2 separate regions of the Gossypium hirsutum genome follow, and region 2 is linked to region 1. A link is a contact called in public Hi-C data. All regions are on one chromosome and are shown on one strand. The core of a region is the stretch at or near the end of the contact, and the rest is flanking DNA. Distances in the headings are between cores, read along the strand shown. Region 1 holds the start of LOC107886637. Region 2 holds the start of LOC107886635 (50S ribosomal protein L15, chloroplastic).

What was found. Hi-C and Micro-C count contacts between places; a contact is called where the count stands out from the background.
Region 2: a contact with region 1 is called in a Hi-C map of leaf, with 3 times the contacts expected there. The contact joins the promoter of LOC107886635 here to the promoter of LOC107886637 in region 1. A contact is called at or near these places in 6 of 34 Hi-C or Micro-C datasets (all in leaf).

The regions. Positions count from the first base shown.
Region 1 is chrA03:102,345,631-102,349,458 of Gossypium_hirsutum_v2.1, forward strand. It overlaps LOC107886637, which reads right to left and starts at 2,002. Exons shown (of 3, transcript XM_016810668.2): 1 at 1,688-2,002; 2 at 104-309. The coding sequence starts at 1,789.
Region 2 is chrA03:102,780,227-102,784,242 of Gossypium_hirsutum_v2.1, forward strand. It overlaps LOC107886635 (50S ribosomal protein L15, chloroplastic), which reads right to left and starts at 1,802. Exons shown (of 4, transcript XM_016810665.2): 1 at 1,589-1,802; 2 at 1,145-1,505. The coding sequence starts at 1,660.

The sequences.
Region 1 (3,828 bases), core at 752-3,251:
GCATAAAAGTAGGAAGGTGACTAATCAGAGAAGAGCTTTGGTTGAAGTTCAAAGAGTGATGGATTTATGAACATGATGTTGCATGTCAACCTGAAATACTTACCATGATGAGACAAAATATATGATAGACCAAGCTCGATCACTACCCGGTGCTAATGGCCTCCCAAAACACATGCACTTTGTAACTCCCATCAACAGCGATTCGCCAGAAAGAAGAAACAAGAAAGCACCTACTCCATAGCCAGTGGCAACATCCGAGTTGTAGACACAATATGTAGAATTTGTTATGTCATCTTTAACAACAGTGCCCTGCAATGCAGTAAAGTAAAGGTTAAAAGGTCATAAATTAAACAATGCACATGAGGCTAACTGATGTTCGGGCTTAAAATATCTCCAGAAGGAGGTTGAAATTTGCCAATAGCGAAGTCATATCCAATCCCTACTGCTTTACAAAATACAATAACTACATACATAGAAATGACCCCAAACCTTAAAACCCTAAACATAGTCCTATCAGCAGCCCAAATTTCTGACCATTTCAAATTAAACAAAAAATTCAGCTACATATCAAGTGCACTAATATTAGAGAGATGTCAGCATGCATATTTCTTTAGTTTCACATTGAAATAATTACGTGCTTCATTAGGTACCTATGCATCACAAGTTTTGGACCTTACAAGAAACTGCACTAGATATTACTGCATTAAATAAGGTTGAAAGAAGCAATGTAAGCCTAATCCACGCTAGGATAAGTGCACGCAAAAGCGCATCTTACTTCATATTGTCAAGTATTTCAACAGATATCTTGCAGACAATGTATTAAGAAGCAGGTGGCTCTTTGCAGGAAATTTAGTATTACCGGCTCAGTACAAGTATGAACAATTAAATAGGTACACTATTCTGTGATTCTTTCTTGTTAAATATGTTTACTATATAGTAAAGCTGGAGATATCTTTTATTGAAATGTCAGAAAAATGATTTTATATTTCCTTCTCTCTGGAGAGTATTGAAGTTAGTGTATAGTGGCTTATAGGATTAAAAACCAATGAAATAAATTACTATTTCAAGACAATGTACCATCAGATGCCTCATTCAGATTATGTGAGAAGTGCCATTGCCATAAAAAGAAAGTTTGAAGAAGCGGACATTGACCGGGGAAGGGGGAATGGGAAATCCAGATGCTCAATGTAGAAGCTTCTCAAATTGGCTGAAATTGGGCTTTTACTATTATAACTTTTCTTTTTTTCCTGATAGATCAGGCACAATGTTCACATTATTTTTGAGGGCCATGTGAGTCATGAAAGGAATGAACTAAAATATCATCAATTGAAAGAACAAATAATGTATTTTGAGAGTAAATTAATGAACTTAAACGTAGATCTTCAACAAAAAATAATTGAAAAAAGAAGAATAATTTAATAACATATTCTACATGTAGAATCATGGAATAAAGAAATAGTTGCAGAGGAGCTGAAACTTAAAACATACCATCCGAACAAAAACCATCAAAATTCACTCTAAAACCCCACAGATCTCTACATATCACACCTCAGAAAGCCTAGTTTCTTTATCAACTCAAACATCAGATACAAAAATAGTAAGCACTAAAACCCCCCCAAAAAAGAAGATTGAAAGGGATGCTTGAGGTATCTAAAGCAAAGCTGAAAAGAGTAAAGAATGGGCTTACAACGCTTCTTCTTCTCTCGGCTGCAATGGCAAACCCAAATGCGACCAGGCTAAGGACTACCACCAGAAGGTGCACTAGGGTTGAGCCCTTTCCTTCTCCCATCTCTGCTTTGAGCTGACGCAGGCACTGACAGGGTATTGATAAGTGAGGCAAAGAGAGCGGCCCTTGTTTAGCTGCTGCTTTCAGTGAAGAAAATGTGGAATTTGAGCAAAGCAATGTAAACAGAGTAGTAGAAAGCAGTGAAAGGCTATATTTTCCTTTTCCAAAAAGTGTCAACTTTAGACCCACGCCTATTCTATTCGTTCGCTGAATCACGCGCCCTTCAATTACCATGTTTACCAAAGTAAAAAACTTTTTACTGCTTCAACTTTAATTTTTAATTTTAGAGATAAATATTAAAATTATGCATTAATTTTAATTTAATATGTAATTATGTACATGAATTTTAATTTGGTATAGTTATGCACGTAAATTTTTAATTGTGATTTAAATTTATACTTAAAATTTTAATTTTAAGTAAATCATATATATTTAAAGAGAAAAATATATCAATTTATTTTCATATTAAATAAGTATAGTTTTTTATGCAATATATAAATATAAAATGATGTTATATCAATAATTGTATTAATAATTTATAAAAATTTGATCAAATCAAAATTTATTATATAAAATTACATAAAATTAAAATTAATATATACAATTATACGTTAAATTATAATTGATATATAATTTTGATATTTATTCTTTAATTTTATTTTAAACTTTTTGTATAAAAAATAAAGAATAAAAAATACTTAAGAATGAGCAAGAGATGATGGTGATAGTTGGGAACTGGAAACTAATTTGCACTTTGTTATCACGCGGGGTATGCAGTCCGAGATTTTGCTTTTCTTGAAGGAAAATCCTTTTAAGGGTACACGGGACATTTCACCATATTTTATTAGATGGCAAAAGGATTGAAAATCAATCATATTTTTCAAAATAAAAAATCAACTAAAACATTATTTGATAGAGTTGGGGGTAGAGGTGATCATGGGCCGGGTCCAGACAAAATTTTAGGCCCGTCTATTAGGTTCGAGTTTGGCCTGGCCCGAAATATGGGCCTAAAAATTTGTCCAAGCTCGGCTAGAAATAAAATTGCTAAGCCCAAGCCCGGCCCGGCCCGACCCATATTAATTTTTTTTACTTATTTCATTAAATAAAAATTTTAAAAATATAATAAATCAAATATATTTAAAAATATAAAAACAAATATTAAAAAAATAAAAATAATACTAAAGCAATTCTTAAAACAATACATAAATTGACAATATAATAAAAAATAGTTATATTAAAAATTTAAAATGATTAAAAATAAAATAAAAATATATATTAATATATAATTCGGGCCGAGCCGAGCCGGGCCTGGGCCAAAAAACTCTTACTTGTGGCTCGGCCCGTTTTCTAAACGGGCTTCGTTTTTTTGCCCAAGCCCATTTTTCAGGCCTATATTTTTACCCAAACCCTCTCATTTTTCGGGCGGGCCTTCGGGCCTAGCCGGGCCGCCCAGCCCATGATCAACTCTAGGGGGGAATTTAGTAATTAGGTAAAATCGTTGGGTTTTTTTTAAAATAAAGAATATAGGTTTTCTTTTAGAATAATTAAGTAAACCAATTTTCCATAGTTAATTATCACAGAAGCGAAAGCTCCCTGTAGAATGTGTTTTATGTTGAGGCAACATCTCATCTTATAGGTTGTGTTTTTGTCCAATAAGATGCTACGTTTTTATTGTCAAAATATTAACCGTTTAATTTTAAATAATTTCAAATTTGAGTTATTATTTGTAAAAATTGAGATAAATATAATGATTTATACTTTTAGTTATCCTAGGAATCCCAAAAACACTTTTTTTTTTCAATAAAACGCTTCTAATTAAATTTGTGAAGTCATCTCCTATCTTTTTCAACATTTTCAAATATGTTTCATATCCTACTGTAGAGGTTTCCTACAATATAGAGATGATATGTAGTGACTTTTCAAAGCTTTGGCCTTTGTAGAGAAATATTGCATGCTAATCAGAAGAGTGTTGAAGTTAACAATATTAAGTTCATTTTCTCAAACAAAGTTCATGATTGCTATAGCATAATTTGGACACTTGC
Region 2 (4,016 bases), core at 552-3,051, 430 kb after region 1:
AACTATTAAACTACTTCCCACATATGAAATAGAAGCATATTGTTTGCTTGGAATTCGTCATTGTTTCAAAGTGACAGACTTTTTCTCTCTCAACTCTTTTATTTTTATTGCTTACTAACTTGATTTTCAAAACCAAGTATTTTGCAAATACTCTTGCTTTTCTAAAAAACATACTAATTCGTTTTAGAACAAATTCCATCCTCCTCTTGTTTGATCAATATACTTGACCTAACTCATTTAAACAAATAGATGATGAAAACCTTTTATATCTAGGAAAACGAAGGGGTACACTGTGAGTCACTATTTACTTCAAAATGAATGTAGTCAATATAAGCGGTTCTATGCAAACTTGGGTAGGAATAACCCTAAAGCAATATTTCACAGTGAAACTGTTAACCATAATAAAAGGCTTCATTTTTGTCTTAAATAATTAGTTCCATTTAGCATATTAAGTTCTCTTATGTTCTTCAAATTCTCAAATGAGGCAATAATGGTAATCATTATCTTGCCCTTTTTACTAGATTCATTCAATTTGATCTCAAAATATATTACAAGAAGGTTAGGCTTTTGTAACACAAATGCAAATGTGAACAAAGCTTTTGGGGCCTTAAGACTAGCCATAGGATAAGCAAGAGCTCCATAGTAACGGATACTACAACTAAGCTTCAAAATAAATTCACAAAAGAAGAAAAAAGAAAATCCTAACAATATGAGTAAGGAAAATCCTTCAAACTCCTCTAAAGCATTATCAGCATCAGAATCTCTACCTTGTAAAACCATCCTCAGATTTTCTCCTTCAACACAATGGATAATTTTGGTAGCTTGGGAGGGGCACTACTAAGGGTAAACGAAGTTTTATTAAAATACTAGAGGTGTTGATAAATTTCAGTAAAAACTGGTTTAGCATTTCAGCTTTTTAGTTACATTGGAAATATCTTCCATAAATATTTGACATGTGCACATTTATATATTTATATTTTCTCCCTAAGACAAGCTTTTTATGCTCCCTACCATAAATGGGAAGAAGAAAATGATTTTACTTATAAACACCCCAGCACCAGCTCCATTATCCCAGGAATTCTAACCCAGAAACCACAATTCCATAATAAAGCATTTGAAGTAAAAATAAATAAATAAAGATTACCTCCGGCAATTCCTCTCAATTTGGGGATACGCCTATAGAGTGGCATTTGGCCACCCTCAAATCCCTTTCTAACACCTGGGCCAGAACGTGATTTTTGACCCCTCATTCCAAACCCACAGCTCCCACCTTGTCCAGCCGATATTCCTCTCCCCTTTCTCTTCCCTTTCTTTCTTGACCCAGGCTGAGGTCCCAGGTTGTCCAACCGAAACCTCATATTAGAAGCTGTAACCGACACTTGGGTTGTTGCTGCTTGGTTCACAACCACTAAAGACCGTGTCCCCTTTCGTGCCTCTACCCCTTGCTGCTTGGTCCTGATACGAATAATGTGAAAAGGGTTTGGTTTTAAATTCCTCAGATTTCCCTGCAACAAATAGGGGCGGAGGGGGAATTCAAGTAAGCAATCCGAAGTGGAACATAAAATAAAAGAGAGAGGGAAAGAAGAACCTTGAAACTGGAACGAAGAGAGGGTAAAGTTGTGATGGGAGGATTTGGAGAGAGTGAGAGCATGGTTGCCATTGCAGTGAAGATGTTGAAGATGAAATGTAAAAAGCTATGTCATGTATGATTTTAATGCTCAAATGCTTTACACTTTGATGTTTGTGGAAACGGATAAGATGTGTAATCTTTAGAGGAGACGAGGGAATTATTTTAGTTTTTAAGGGCATTTTTGTAAATCTATGTTTTAATTCAAATACCGCCGCCCGTACTGCCTTCATGGGCTGGGTATGATTTGGGTGGACTTGGGCTAAATTTTTCAGCCTGATCCAACTCATTTTATTATTTAAAAATAATTATTCAATGATAAAACAGGATATGTTCCATGAATTCTCTCTTTAAACACGAAAATCATTCCTCAAGTCATGTTCCGAGGTCAACCTAACTTTGGAGCCTAATCTTCACATAAGGGTTAGTGTTAGTGTGTTGGCTGCTATCCTTAAGTCATATGGAATCAGTAGGCAATGGAAATTTATATATATAATTCATTTGATTTGCTATAGTGGGAATCTGAATGGGAATAGTTATATGTGTGTTTATTTGGTGTATTATATATTATAATTTTGTTTGTCTATTTAGTTTATTAAAAATAGTTTATTTTATTATGTTTTTTAAGATTGGTGTTAAAATCTTTCAAGATAATCTACTAATCATTATTTAAGTATGCTCAATTGCATATCCATCTAATTCACTCATCCTCTTAATCAATTTATAAATTCCATTTTTAAAAAAATATATGAAATTAATTTTTAAAAAATTTAATCAAGGCTTGAAGATTAAGCAACCATAGTTGAAGGGTTTCATTCAATTCGCTCTTCAAATCCATCCAATTTGCTTTAGAATTCCAAATCCATTGTGTCTTGTTTCTTCTCCAATTTGTTTCATGTTCTGGAAATTGGCACTCCAAGGTAGCATCAAAATTGACCCCTTCAAGGATTCCAATTTCTTCTTTTTTTTCCATTTACTTTTATATTTTTGCCGACTTCTAATTCTGAAATCCAGGAGAAACCACAAGCTTTAATCAAGGGTAGCCTCTTTGGTTTTAATGATTTGGTTCATTCCTTGGAGTCCCCAATTTCTTCGGCAATCTCTTCGTCGTCCATATGCTCCTCTAGGTATAAGAAAGGTAATTACCTAACTCTAAATGCATGAAATCATCATTTGGATATTATTTAGCTTTCAAAGTTCTAGCTAATAGCGAATCAGGGTAATGCATTAAACATCGTCCCTATTTTGCAAGGAGGGCCAAACTAAATTTAGATAGATTCTTGAATCTCATTCCCCCATCTTCTTTTATATCGCATAGTTTATTCCAATTGCACTAATGAATCTGTAATAGCCCGTTTTTCAGTGGTGTCAAAAATAGTGGTTTCGGAGCCAATAAATTTGACGAATAAGTTCGTAAATATTATTATGAGTCAAATGTGATTTTAAAAAAGTTTTGGATGTGATAATTTATATTATTTAAGCAATTAATTAAGTTCTAGTGGTAAGACCCTAAGGTCAAATGGTTTTAGAAAATGAGGTATTGGAACCTCGTTTCTATAAACCGAGCCGTAAATATTGGAGTGCCATTAAGGTGGTTTTAAAGTTTCGTTGAAAAATTTTAACATTTCGATAGTTAATTAATTAAAAAGGACTAAATCGTAAAAGATGTAAAATTTGATCACTATTTGATTTGAGTGATTAAATGGTTAGTTGAATAAAGGAAAAGGGATTTAATTGGTAATTAGACCATTCAAGGAGTTAGTGGACAATTATGGCATGAAATTGGTGTTTTATTTATTTATTAACCAAGGTTAAAATGGTAATTTGATCAATTAAATTAAAATAAATAAAACCAAAATGCTTTATTCATCTTTTTCATTTTCTTCTTCACCATTTGTAAATGGAGAAAGAAGCCATTGTTAACCTTGGAATTTTGACAACTTGAAAAGCTAGCATGGTATGTCATTTTAGGGTCTATTTGTTTACCAGGAAAACATTTTCCGGAAAATGTTTTCCTAGTTTTCCAGAGTTTGTTTGCTTGAAAATCACTTACATTGGTAAAATATTTAGAAACACGGGAAAATGAGCAGGGATTTTGGGGAAAATGTCTTACCAATTTTATTTCTATAAGACATTTTCCATCTTTCCTCCTCCTTCCGTCCTTCTCTTTCTTCATCCAATTGGACCAGTTCCCTTCCTGAAACAAAGCTCAATGTAACTTTTTTATGCTTTACTCTGTATTTCATTCAATTTTTCACCTCTCTCACTCAAATCTTCTTCTTCCTTTTTTATTCATTTGTTGAAGAATCTATTTGGATTTTGCATCTGTTTAGAATTTGTATCAGTCTGTTGAAGAATCTTCTTCTTCTTCTTCTTCTTTTATGCTTTA